2 separate regions of the Zea mays genome follow, and region 2 is linked to region 1. Evidence: chromatin contacts called from public Hi-C data. All regions are on one chromosome and are shown on one strand. Each heading gives the region's core, a stretch centred on a gene start, on an enhancer-like site or on the middle of the called end of the contact. The rest is flanking DNA. Distances are from core to core; before and after follow the strand shown. Region 1 holds the start of LOC100272400. Region 2 holds the start of LOC100280181.

Region 1 (5,005 bases), core at 1,053-3,552:
GGATGCCACTAATTGGCTTCTATGTACACTCATGCAGTACTAAAGATATGATGTTTCTGAATACATAAATATATGGGAGATCCATTCCCAATTTATGATCATAAGCATATTTGGTGCTTTTGTATATGATGCGTACCTAAATTTTGGTTAGCATTTATCCTGACACATTATGTACCTGAAGTATTTTTTGTTTGTCCAACTCTTGATACAAATTTTATTTTATTTCTTTGATTGTTGACATTCATGGACCTGACGAACCTGAAGTTCAGAGCTGTCTCCAAAGTCCAAACAACCAGAATATATAGACATAAGTAACTACCGACCTTTGTGAAAAATGATTCTTATTGGAAATATCCAGTGCAAAGCTCACCCACCAAAAAAACCTGATGTATTCTTCTTTCCCTAGCTGTTGCAAAGAGGTGAGAACTGTTTGGGGCTTTCACTACCCAATTAAAATATTAAGTAGCAAACTGAGCACCATTACTTTGAGCCCAATGCAAGTTAATAATACAATTTATTATAATAGTACATCTACTATCGCACCAAAAAGACTTACTCAAATGGCAACAAATCGCGCCCAAGGGCGCGCCCAGTTACTATTCTTTCTATATATAAGAGCAGGGAGCAAAGCTGTGATTCCGTGGAGCCACGTCACTTTAATAATTTTTGGCCATTCGATTCTATCTCAACGGCCAGGTGGCAAACACACGGAATTCTTCACCCTACACCAAATTCTTCTGGACTCTTCTAGCTGCCGCGAGGGCCATTGGGGAACTCCCATCGCTACTCGCCAGTGGCTGAGACAGAGCCCGGGCTTCTTTCGTCGGTGTCCTCTTGGACCGCGCCACGCAGTTCTCTAAGCTCACTATCCCCTTCTCGAAGAAGGTTGTGGCCGTATGGGAAGGCGGTGAAGAAGGAGAATACAGAGGAGAAGCTTGCTGGCGGCGACAGGAAGCCGATATACATGCATGTGTGACCCCAGCAGGTTCACGCCACGGACTGCCACATCTCGCCGAGCAGGTACTTTTGCTGAGCCGCTAATGCCGTGTTTGTTGGGCTTAAGCTAGCTGCAAGATTTACCATATTACCTTTTCGAAATTTAAGCTTTATGATTTTGGCTTAGCAAAGCGAGTGTCGGATCTGTGCTTTATTGGATGAATATATGGCTTTAGGAGGAACTGGTTGTTTAGATCGACCGGTGCAGTCCCGCAGATTGGGATCTGCATGGTTACTCTATTCTAAAAAAAACAATGGACTAAGTATAAATTTATACACCTATATAAGTGAAGCAAGCACTTATATCATTGTCAGATACAACAGACCTAGCTAATCTTGGAAATGGTCTTCAGCATTTGGGGTAACCCTTTCATTCTCTGGTCATTTAATATTTTTTTATCGAAATGGTCATTTAATGTGTTGTTACTTTGAACTGTATAATTTACAACTGGTCATTTAATGTTTTTTAAGATGATATTAGATTTCTATGATTCACAACCAGTTTCATGTCTCTTAAGGGAATGTTATATTTGGTTTTCTACGCGCGCGGGGCGCGCATCAGTTACTAGTAGACTATGTATACATTGAGTACGCGAGATATGCCCGATCATACAGGCATACCTGCTAGATACACCCCTGCGTGGCGGGCGTTCAGCTAGTGTGAACACGACTAACAACAACTGAGCATGTATTTATTTAGACCCTGTTTGGTACGGCTCCGGCTCCTCTAAAAATGACTCCGGCTCTAACTTCTCTTCAAAAATAACTCATCTATAGGAGCCATGTTTTTTTAACAAATCGTTTGATAAAACGACTCTTCATGACGTGAGAGGAGGGGAATGAGAGGAGTCGGTAGGAGCCAATTTTTTTGGCTCCGACTCCTCTCTTAAAAATGGCTCCAGCTACTCAGTGATCTTTATTGGGAGTTATTTTTTAAAGACCGTTTAGGACTGATTTAGTGACAAAGGGATCATGAGATGATTGGAGGGGATTGAGGGGGAAATGAACTAATTTCCTCCTCAACCCCCTCCAATTTCCCATGATCCATGGTCACCAAATTAGTCCTTAGAGGGCTCCTCCAAGAGCCGAAGTCGGAGCCGGTTTAGAAGCCCTACCAAACTGGCACTTAGGATAGTATAGTTATTATACACAGTAATTAATGTATTTTAGTTAAATTCTAATCAATCAAACCAAATAGAATTTTTTAGTAACTAAACTTTAGTGAAAAAAAAAACAAAAACAAACGGGCCTTCATCCGTCTCGCGCCAGGCGCCCAGGCCGATAGTTGTCTACGGGCCAAATCATCGACTGCGGGAGCTTATCCGCACTCCGACCGGTGCCACCTCCAAGCTGAGCCCGCTCCTAGACTCCCAGTCCCCTCCGCAGTCCGCACCGCCGCCTCGCCATGGAGGCAGCTGCCGCCGCCTTCTTGTCCCCTCCCCGCGTCGCCCTCGACGTCCGCACACTCTTCTCCCCGCCCCGTTGCCTCCCCGTCTCGCCCTCATCCCAGCTCCGCCTCGCTGCCCGCCCCCGCGCGCTCGCCGGCGCCAAGCCGCGGTTCCTGAGCCCCCATCGAGAACCCGCCGTCGACGGCGGTCGCGGCGCCAGGGATGTCGTCGCGATGGTACGGTCCGCGCTTGGCCGAGCTCTGGGGAGCGAATTTGGCGTGTCTGGAGTGCGATAACGCCTAAATGGTGTTTTTGTCTGTTGTTGGTGCCTGCAGGTGGTGCCGTTCCTGAGGGGGGCCGCGTGGGAGCAGCCACCGCCGGACTTGGCCTCGTTCCTGTACAAGAACCGGATCGTGTACTTGGGGATGTGCCTCGTTCCGTCGGTCACGGAGCTCATGCTCGCCGAGTTTCTCTACCTCCAGTATGACGACGCCGAGAAGCCAATCTACATGTACATCAATTCCACTGGCACCACCAAGGTTTGGTGCTGCTTCTGATTCACCTTTCCTTGATTTCCTTATGACCATGATAACTTTTTCACTCGGTTTAATTTTGGACCTTTTCCTTCTTAATACAATGATGCCCAACTCTACTGGGCGTTCGGGAAAAAAAAATCCTTATGGCGATTATTACTTGGTTGTGTCAAATGAGTGCGGACGTAGGTCGGAGCTCACAACCAAAATGGAAACACACCTACCTAGGAAAACAATAAACACGATAAGGCTACGAGCTTAAAGTATGCCTGGGTTATTTGACAGACCTATGGCTCCAAAAACCTTTGTGTAGTGGGCATCAATTTATCTTAGCCTGTGGATTTTTGGTTCTTTAATCATTAGTTTTGTTCACCTAGACTATGTGTAAGTTTATTTGTTTTCTCACCCACAGAGCACCGAGTTTTCTATTTTTTTTTGTAGGAACGTATCTCTTAACAATCACAGATTAATTCTTGCTCTAATCCAATCTTCATATCATCTTTCTCCCTCATTCAGAATGGCGAGAAGTTAGGCTATGAGACAGAAGCTCTTGCAGTATATGATGCTATGAGGTCAGATTTGACATACTATGTATTTATACTGCTTTCTTGTTCCTTGCAAATCTATTTCTATTCCTGATACCCCTCTTATTGACTTGACTTGGCTGATGCTTTCCACATGTTCTCGATGTGAACTTGTATTGTAGTTAGCTCATTATAAGAAGCATGCCTGTTTTTGTGTCTGCCTGGCAAGCACGTGGACTGAAAAACTTGGATTGGACCCATATATTTTACCTTCTTTGTAGATTGGATCGGAGCTCTTTTGTATGGAAAAACAAATAGCTATTGAGTCCATGCTACTCATAAGAAACATGTCTATTTTTGTGGTTGGCAAGCATTGACTTGAAAAGCTCTGACCGAACTCAAATATTTTATCTTCTATGTAGATCGGGGCTCTTTAGAATGGAAAACAAGCTACTGAGTCCATGCACTACCTCATTTTCACATCCCACCCATGCCTGCTTACTAATTAGCCCCACTTGAAACTAGTTTTTTTTTGTCCCTGACCAAATACTATAACTATAACACTTGTCCAAGTTCTCTTCGGGTCAGTTCTATGTTTATTGCACTCCATGTCAAGATGATATTTTGCCCATTAATTTTTATCTCAATACGTTAATAATATAGCATTATGGAAGTTTTTTATGAATCTGCCAGTACCTTTTTTTATCCACTCTTATTACTTTAGAGCAACTCCAAGAGACTCTATATCCTTTCTAATTGCTAGGAATAAATATTTTGATGAAAAAATAACATCCAACAGCTGCTTTAATTGGTTATCCGTTATCCAAATATGGCCCATCTTCTATTCCGAATTTCTTGTTAGTCAAAGATAGAAAACAAGAATGACTTTGTAGAGTACAAACAAGATATAGAAAAACTGTTGGAGAGTGGAAAGGTATAAAACAGTTTTTATGGAAATGACTCTCTAAATGATGATGTAGAGAGTGAACTTTAGAAAGACTCTTGGTGATGCTCTTAATATTTGTTAGTTAAAGCTATCAGAGTTCAATCATACTTATATTTCTAAAGTAACATATATAGTGGAATAAAGTGTGAAGCCACATGCTTGGTGACGGGTGTTATATATAATCACTCTTATTGGACTTCTGAGGGTTTTCCCCTTTTATAACTACTAAACCGGTAAGATTTCTACAAACAAGCAGGGCTAGGTGCGTTTGGTCCAATAACTGTTAAACTTCAAGATAGGAGCTCAACACAGAATGACTTTGAAGTCTAGCACATTAAACACTACCCATATAGTTAATAAACAATAAACAAAAATTAAGGTACAATGTTGATTCAGCTTCTTATATCTTGTCCCCTTGTACAAAATAGAATAGTCCATTAAGTGTGCCTTCTTCAGTGATTCATAACACACATTACTTGTAGTAGTCTGTTATTTTCCCTTGTTCCAATTAGCATAACCATGCCAGCTCTTATTTTTTTTAAAAGAAGGATTGTGGAATTACTGGTTTAATATCCCTACCCCATTGCAGGTATGTTAAAGTTCCTATTTTCACTCTGT
Region 2 (5,212 bases), core at 2,357-4,856, 360 kb before region 1:
GACGAACTTCAACTATACGGCAGCGACGGTTGGGAATGCACTCCCCTCGTCATCGGCAAGGGCGCACTGTTTAGTGCCACCACATTCCGCTACCGGCCGCCACGAGAGCGCTTCCACTGGTTATTGTTGCGACCTATTCCAGGTGCTCGTGCATGTGCTCCTGTTTCGTCCAGATGGCGTCCATGGGATCCAGGTGGCTGCACACGTGCAAGTCCAATGCGCGGAGGGTGTTCGCCTTATCTTATGGGGTCAAAAAAAACAAATTCGGAATAATAAGATAAGCCGAGATGTAAAAGGCTTGTCTTCTAGGCGTCTGATTTTGGGTCAAGTAGACTTGGTCTTTAAGCACCCGTCATGTTGCAGCTCGAGGACGAGCTGCTTGTCCAGGAGGGGTGTAGTGTCATGGCCTAAGAAGGCCCACGAAGGGGCTACGGCAGCAGCAACCATGGGCCCTCCAAGGGGGATTAGATAATGATAGTTAGAGATAAGATTAGAAGATTAGTTGAGATTATTTAGGAGATTAGTTGAGATTATCTAGGAAGGTTACCAGTTAGTTTGTTAAGAGTTTTTTTGAGAATTTTAAGGAGATAAGGATCTCTAGCTAGACAGGGACGACCAGCCGACCTATTTAATAATCAATGGATGAGAAATAAAGTAGGCAAGAATTAGAAGGGAGAAACCCTCCTCTTGCTCGGCCTAAACAAAGGCCTCCGACCGACGTTCCTGCCCATCGATACCCATCTCCAATCCCTCTCCGATTAGCGACCATAACAGCAGGTGTCTCACCAGGGCATGCCCCAAAATAATTTCCATTGCCTCCTCGCATGGTGCCACAATGATCAGAACGACGTGCGCATCATCTACATAGCCTTGTGTCTCTCTGTCAATCTCACTAGGGACACGATCATCAAGCTGCGTGCAGTTGTAGGTCTTGATGTGTGTAGGGGGTGTGCATGTGAGTGTGTGTTCGCGCACATGTTCAGATGCTACAATCGTACCCAGTTAGGAGGCATAAAAAGGTTTTTTTTAACATGGCCACTGTTCTTAAGGCGTCGCCTAGGCAACGCCTAGGCGTCCGGGCGTTGGTCTAACGCCTAGGCGCCTTGCCCGCCTACCTCGCCTAGGCGTCCAGGCGGTGGTCCAACACCATGGACCGCCTTACCGCTTTAAAAACCATGAACATGGCAGTAACAGTTGACAGGACATGAGAGCCAAATTTCACTCAAAAGAATCAACAATCAAGAGAAAACAAATCATAAAGCTGTCATTTGGCATACAGTCTGGAAGAGCTTGGAAATGGATAGTTCTCAAAGATCAAAATTTACAACATAAAAAGGAAATTATTCAAAGATAAATGAAGTTCTCTTCCTATTACGACACCTTCAATACTAATCTATCAGTACAAGTTCATTTGCCAGAACAGTTACCAATAAAAACTGTCAACCTAATACAAAAGTACCCAGGTTTCGAAGTTCAAACAGTAAGTATTCAATTAGCACATTACCAATACTAATATAAGATCATGATCTGGAACGATTATTGTACTACACACATGTTCTCTTTACTAAATCTAGTCATCCATTCGAGAACTAATTGGAATTATCAAAATCATTGCAAGATTGAGAACAAAGAGAAAACAGGTAGAGTAGTACTATTTCATAATTTTCTCAACAGGAAAAGTAGCAATGCACTTCACTTCAAGTCTGACAAATGACTCACAGATGTGACAGACCAATTTCCCACTTCTCAGTTATTTAATAAAATGCATTGGACTAGATCTTAATCAGTATCAATTCAAAACCTTTAAAGAAAAGGCAAATCCAGTGCCGCAGGATCCACACATGAGTGGGGGCAAGCCTTCTCCTGCAAACATGGAGATGCTGCTTTGAAACAGTGACTTAGTGAGACAACTCTCACCAGGCTGCTTCGAAACAGTGACTTAGTGAGACAGCTCTCATTGTACCAAGCCTGCCCCCCTTCTCAATTCAAAAACCTTAACAGATGAAAATAACAAGTGTTGTTTACCAAGATGGAAAGGATAGCAAGCAAATTCAAGAACACACAACAGCTTCATATTAATACATGGTTTGGAAGAGTCAGCCTTGTTCAGTTCCAGTAAGGATGCACCAGAAAGAGAACTTCTTAGCACAAGCATACATGCAAAAAAAATGATTCGTTCTTACTTTATTGGCTTATGAATGTAATGATGATGATCATAAAACATTGAATAATAATTACAAACTGATTCTAGAATGGTCATCATGAAACATAATTCAAGGGGATTCTATCTGCAATAGAATACAATGTAATTCAATGCTACAAACATAATGTGATAATCCCATCAAGAAAGTACTCTAAACTTACATTCCTACTTAGAAAGATTTATCCACACCTTAATATGTATAGCAGACAAAATCAAGCACATAGCCTTGCAATACTAAAATGTTGTGTGGCCAAAATCCTTACCTTGGACACATGCTCAAGCGTTACTGCCTCAGGAATTATCCCTGACTTGAGCTTGACCTCAACAAACCCATTGCTACCCTGCAAAGCAAAGCACTGTCCAGGTTCCCCAAAGCTCGGTTGAAGCATCTTCTCTGGCTTAGGCCCCACGTCAACTCCAGACATCCAAACCATGAAACCACGTTTAGGCACATAGGCCTCCGAATGCCGGACAACCCTTCCCCCGCCTGAGGCAACGGCGTAGTCAACCCTGCCGATCCCATCTGCGGCATGTTTCTCAATCTCCCTCATGACGATCTCCCTGGCTAAGGCACGAACCTGGTCCAGATCAACCTCGCTCTCCGAACTCGAGCCAAGGCTCCCCTTCACCTCGTCCCAGAACTTCTCAAACTCGTCCTTCCGGAGGAACTCCATCCGCTTGAGCCCGGCCAGCGCGTCGCCGAGCTCACCGGCCCTCGCGTCAAGCCGGGTGAGTTGGCGCTCGAGCGCGAGCCGCTTATCCTCCAGCAGAGCGAGAAGGTCGCCCCTGGCGGCGCCGACCTCGCCGTCGATCTTGCGATCTACGGCCTCGAGTTGCACCTGGATCATCCGGAAGGTGCGGGTGAGGGAGGCCTCCACCTCGTCGACGCGGGCGGCGTAGCCCTCGAGCGCGGCGCGGTCGGGCGGCGGCGAGGGCGGGGGCGGGTGGGACCAGCGCCAGGCGAGGTCCCCGAGATAGAGCAGCGCGGCGAGGAGAGCCGCGTTCTTGGCGGCGATGCTGAGCACGGTCTGCCACCGCGGCCGGGGCGGGTGAGAGGTCTTTTTTCGGCGTGCGTGCTGAGCGGACGCGGCGGCGGTTGGTTGGAGCGGGGGCGTAGGGGAGACCGGGTGCGGACGGTGGTTGAGGAGGAAGACCGACCGCTTGCGCTGGGCGGCGGCGGCTCCGGGTGCGGGGCGGGAGGCGAGGGGGATGGCGTCTAGGGTTAGTGGGGAGGAGGCGGGGCTGGTGGCCGCAGCGGCGAAGGAGGGGGACGCCATGGGACGGAGGGCTGCGGAGGCGGTTGGGGTTCGGGGTGGAGTCGAGGGGGGGAAATCCGAATGCGAAATGCTGGGGAAGTTTGGGGGAGCGGGCAGTGCAGGGGAAGACGAACCACGCACGCGCCGAACCGAAACGGCGCGGCGCTTCTTCGGCTGCCCTGTCAGGTAGGATCGTCTCGTCTGGCTGGCAGTTCCTCCCTGTTGAGGCCTCAACGGCTCAAACCAACGTGGTGGGGTGGGGACGCTCAATATGGCCAGATCAGATCAAGCCGGTTTTCTGTGGATTATTCATTGTTCATTCCAGGAAATATCCGTGTTTTTAGGGTGCGTTTAGGCTCTATTTGTTTCTTTACTACATAATGCTATCTTATTTCAGCTTATTTATAGTACTAAAGTGATATTTTATCCTTCTATCTTTTCATCATAATCTAACTTGTATAATCTAGTACGGAAAACAGCCCTTATTTTCCTAATAGATTATATAAGTTGGATTATGATGAAAATGTAGGAGGATAAAATATCACTTTAGGAATACAATAAACTTAAATAAGCTAGCATTAGGTAGCTTATTTCAACTTAAATGTTGGCTTATTTCAGCTTATTTGTAATCTCAAAGTGATATTTTACCTTACTACCTTTTCATCGTAATCTAACTTACGTAATCTAGGAGGAAAATAAACATGGGCCTTAATCTTCGCAAAAGGGAAATTTCCTTGACACTAATAATAGAAAATCCTTCCTACCAGTTTCAGTTTCTTGTCGGACCAAAATTTTCTAAGTTCATGTTTAGTTCCTTTAGAGCTTCTCCAATTGTTCTCTAAACAACTTACTAAATTTTACATGTAAGAAGTGGACAGAAAATTACTCTCCAATAATTCTCTAAACGGACTTGTTAAATATAGTTACTTGCTATCTAACTCAATTTGGTCTCTAGGTTTTAAGACTCGATAGCCACTGAAAGGGAAATGGCCTCAAACATTTCCTATAATCGATTTTGGTGTTTGACGACCATCACAAACCATATGGACTAACTAGTTTGTCTAGTTGATATTTTCTCAGGTGCATAAAGTTCATATATACATACAAAGAAAATGACCTTGGGGCAATTCTACAAGTTTGGAGCAAAACAAACTTGCTGCAGCCTGAGGTGCACCGGACTATCTGGTGCACACCAGATAGTGTCCGGTGCCAAGGTTGGAGCACTCAGCGAACTGTCCTCTCTCGTGAAATCAAAGCGCTCCTCGGCTAAAAATCACCGGACTGTCTGGTAAGCCCACGAGCAACGGTCATCTTCGCCAGCGGTCGACTGCCACGACTGCTACGGGTTCAGAACGTCAGAAGACAGTCTGCGATGTCAGGTCGCACCGGACTGTCCGGTGCAACAAAACGACAGATGACTTCAATGGTCAACGGCTCCAAACCCCAACGGTCGGCTGACGTGGCACACACTGGACAATGAACAGTAGAGTGTTCGGTGCGCACCGGACTGTCCGATGTGCCCTTCGGCAGAGAAGTCAGTTAACGGCTAGAATGTTGGTTGGGGCTATAAATAACCCCAACCACCACCATTCAATTCATCCAGGCTTTCCACTCTCTACATTCAATACAAGAGCAAAGAATACACTACAAAGCCTTTAATCCTCTCCAAGTGCCATAATCAAGTCAAGTGATCAAAAGTGTTTAGTGACTTGAGATAGGGTGATTTGTGTTTCAATTGTTGCTCTTGTTGCTT

What was found. Hi-C and Micro-C count contacts between places; a contact is called where the count stands out from the background.
Region 2: a contact with region 1 is called in a Hi-C map of endosperm, with 2.5 times the contacts expected there. The contact joins the promoter of LOC100280181 here to the promoter of LOC100272400 in region 1. A contact is called at or near these places in 2 of 25 Hi-C or Micro-C datasets (ear and endosperm).

Annotation. Positions count from the first base shown.
Region 1 is chr3:38,463,736-38,468,740 of Zm-B73-REFERENCE-NAM-5.0, reverse strand. It overlaps LOC100272400, which reads left to right and starts at 2,302. Exons shown (of 7, transcript NM_001146880.1): 1 at 2,302-2,620; 2 at 2,720-2,923; 3 at 3,434-3,489; 4 at 4,977-5,005. The coding sequence starts at 2,402.
Region 2 is chr3:38,829,392-38,834,603 of Zm-B73-REFERENCE-NAM-5.0, reverse strand. It overlaps LOC100280181, which reads right to left and starts at 3,606. Exons shown (of 2, transcript NM_001153113.2): 1 at 2,467-3,606. The coding sequence starts at 3,480.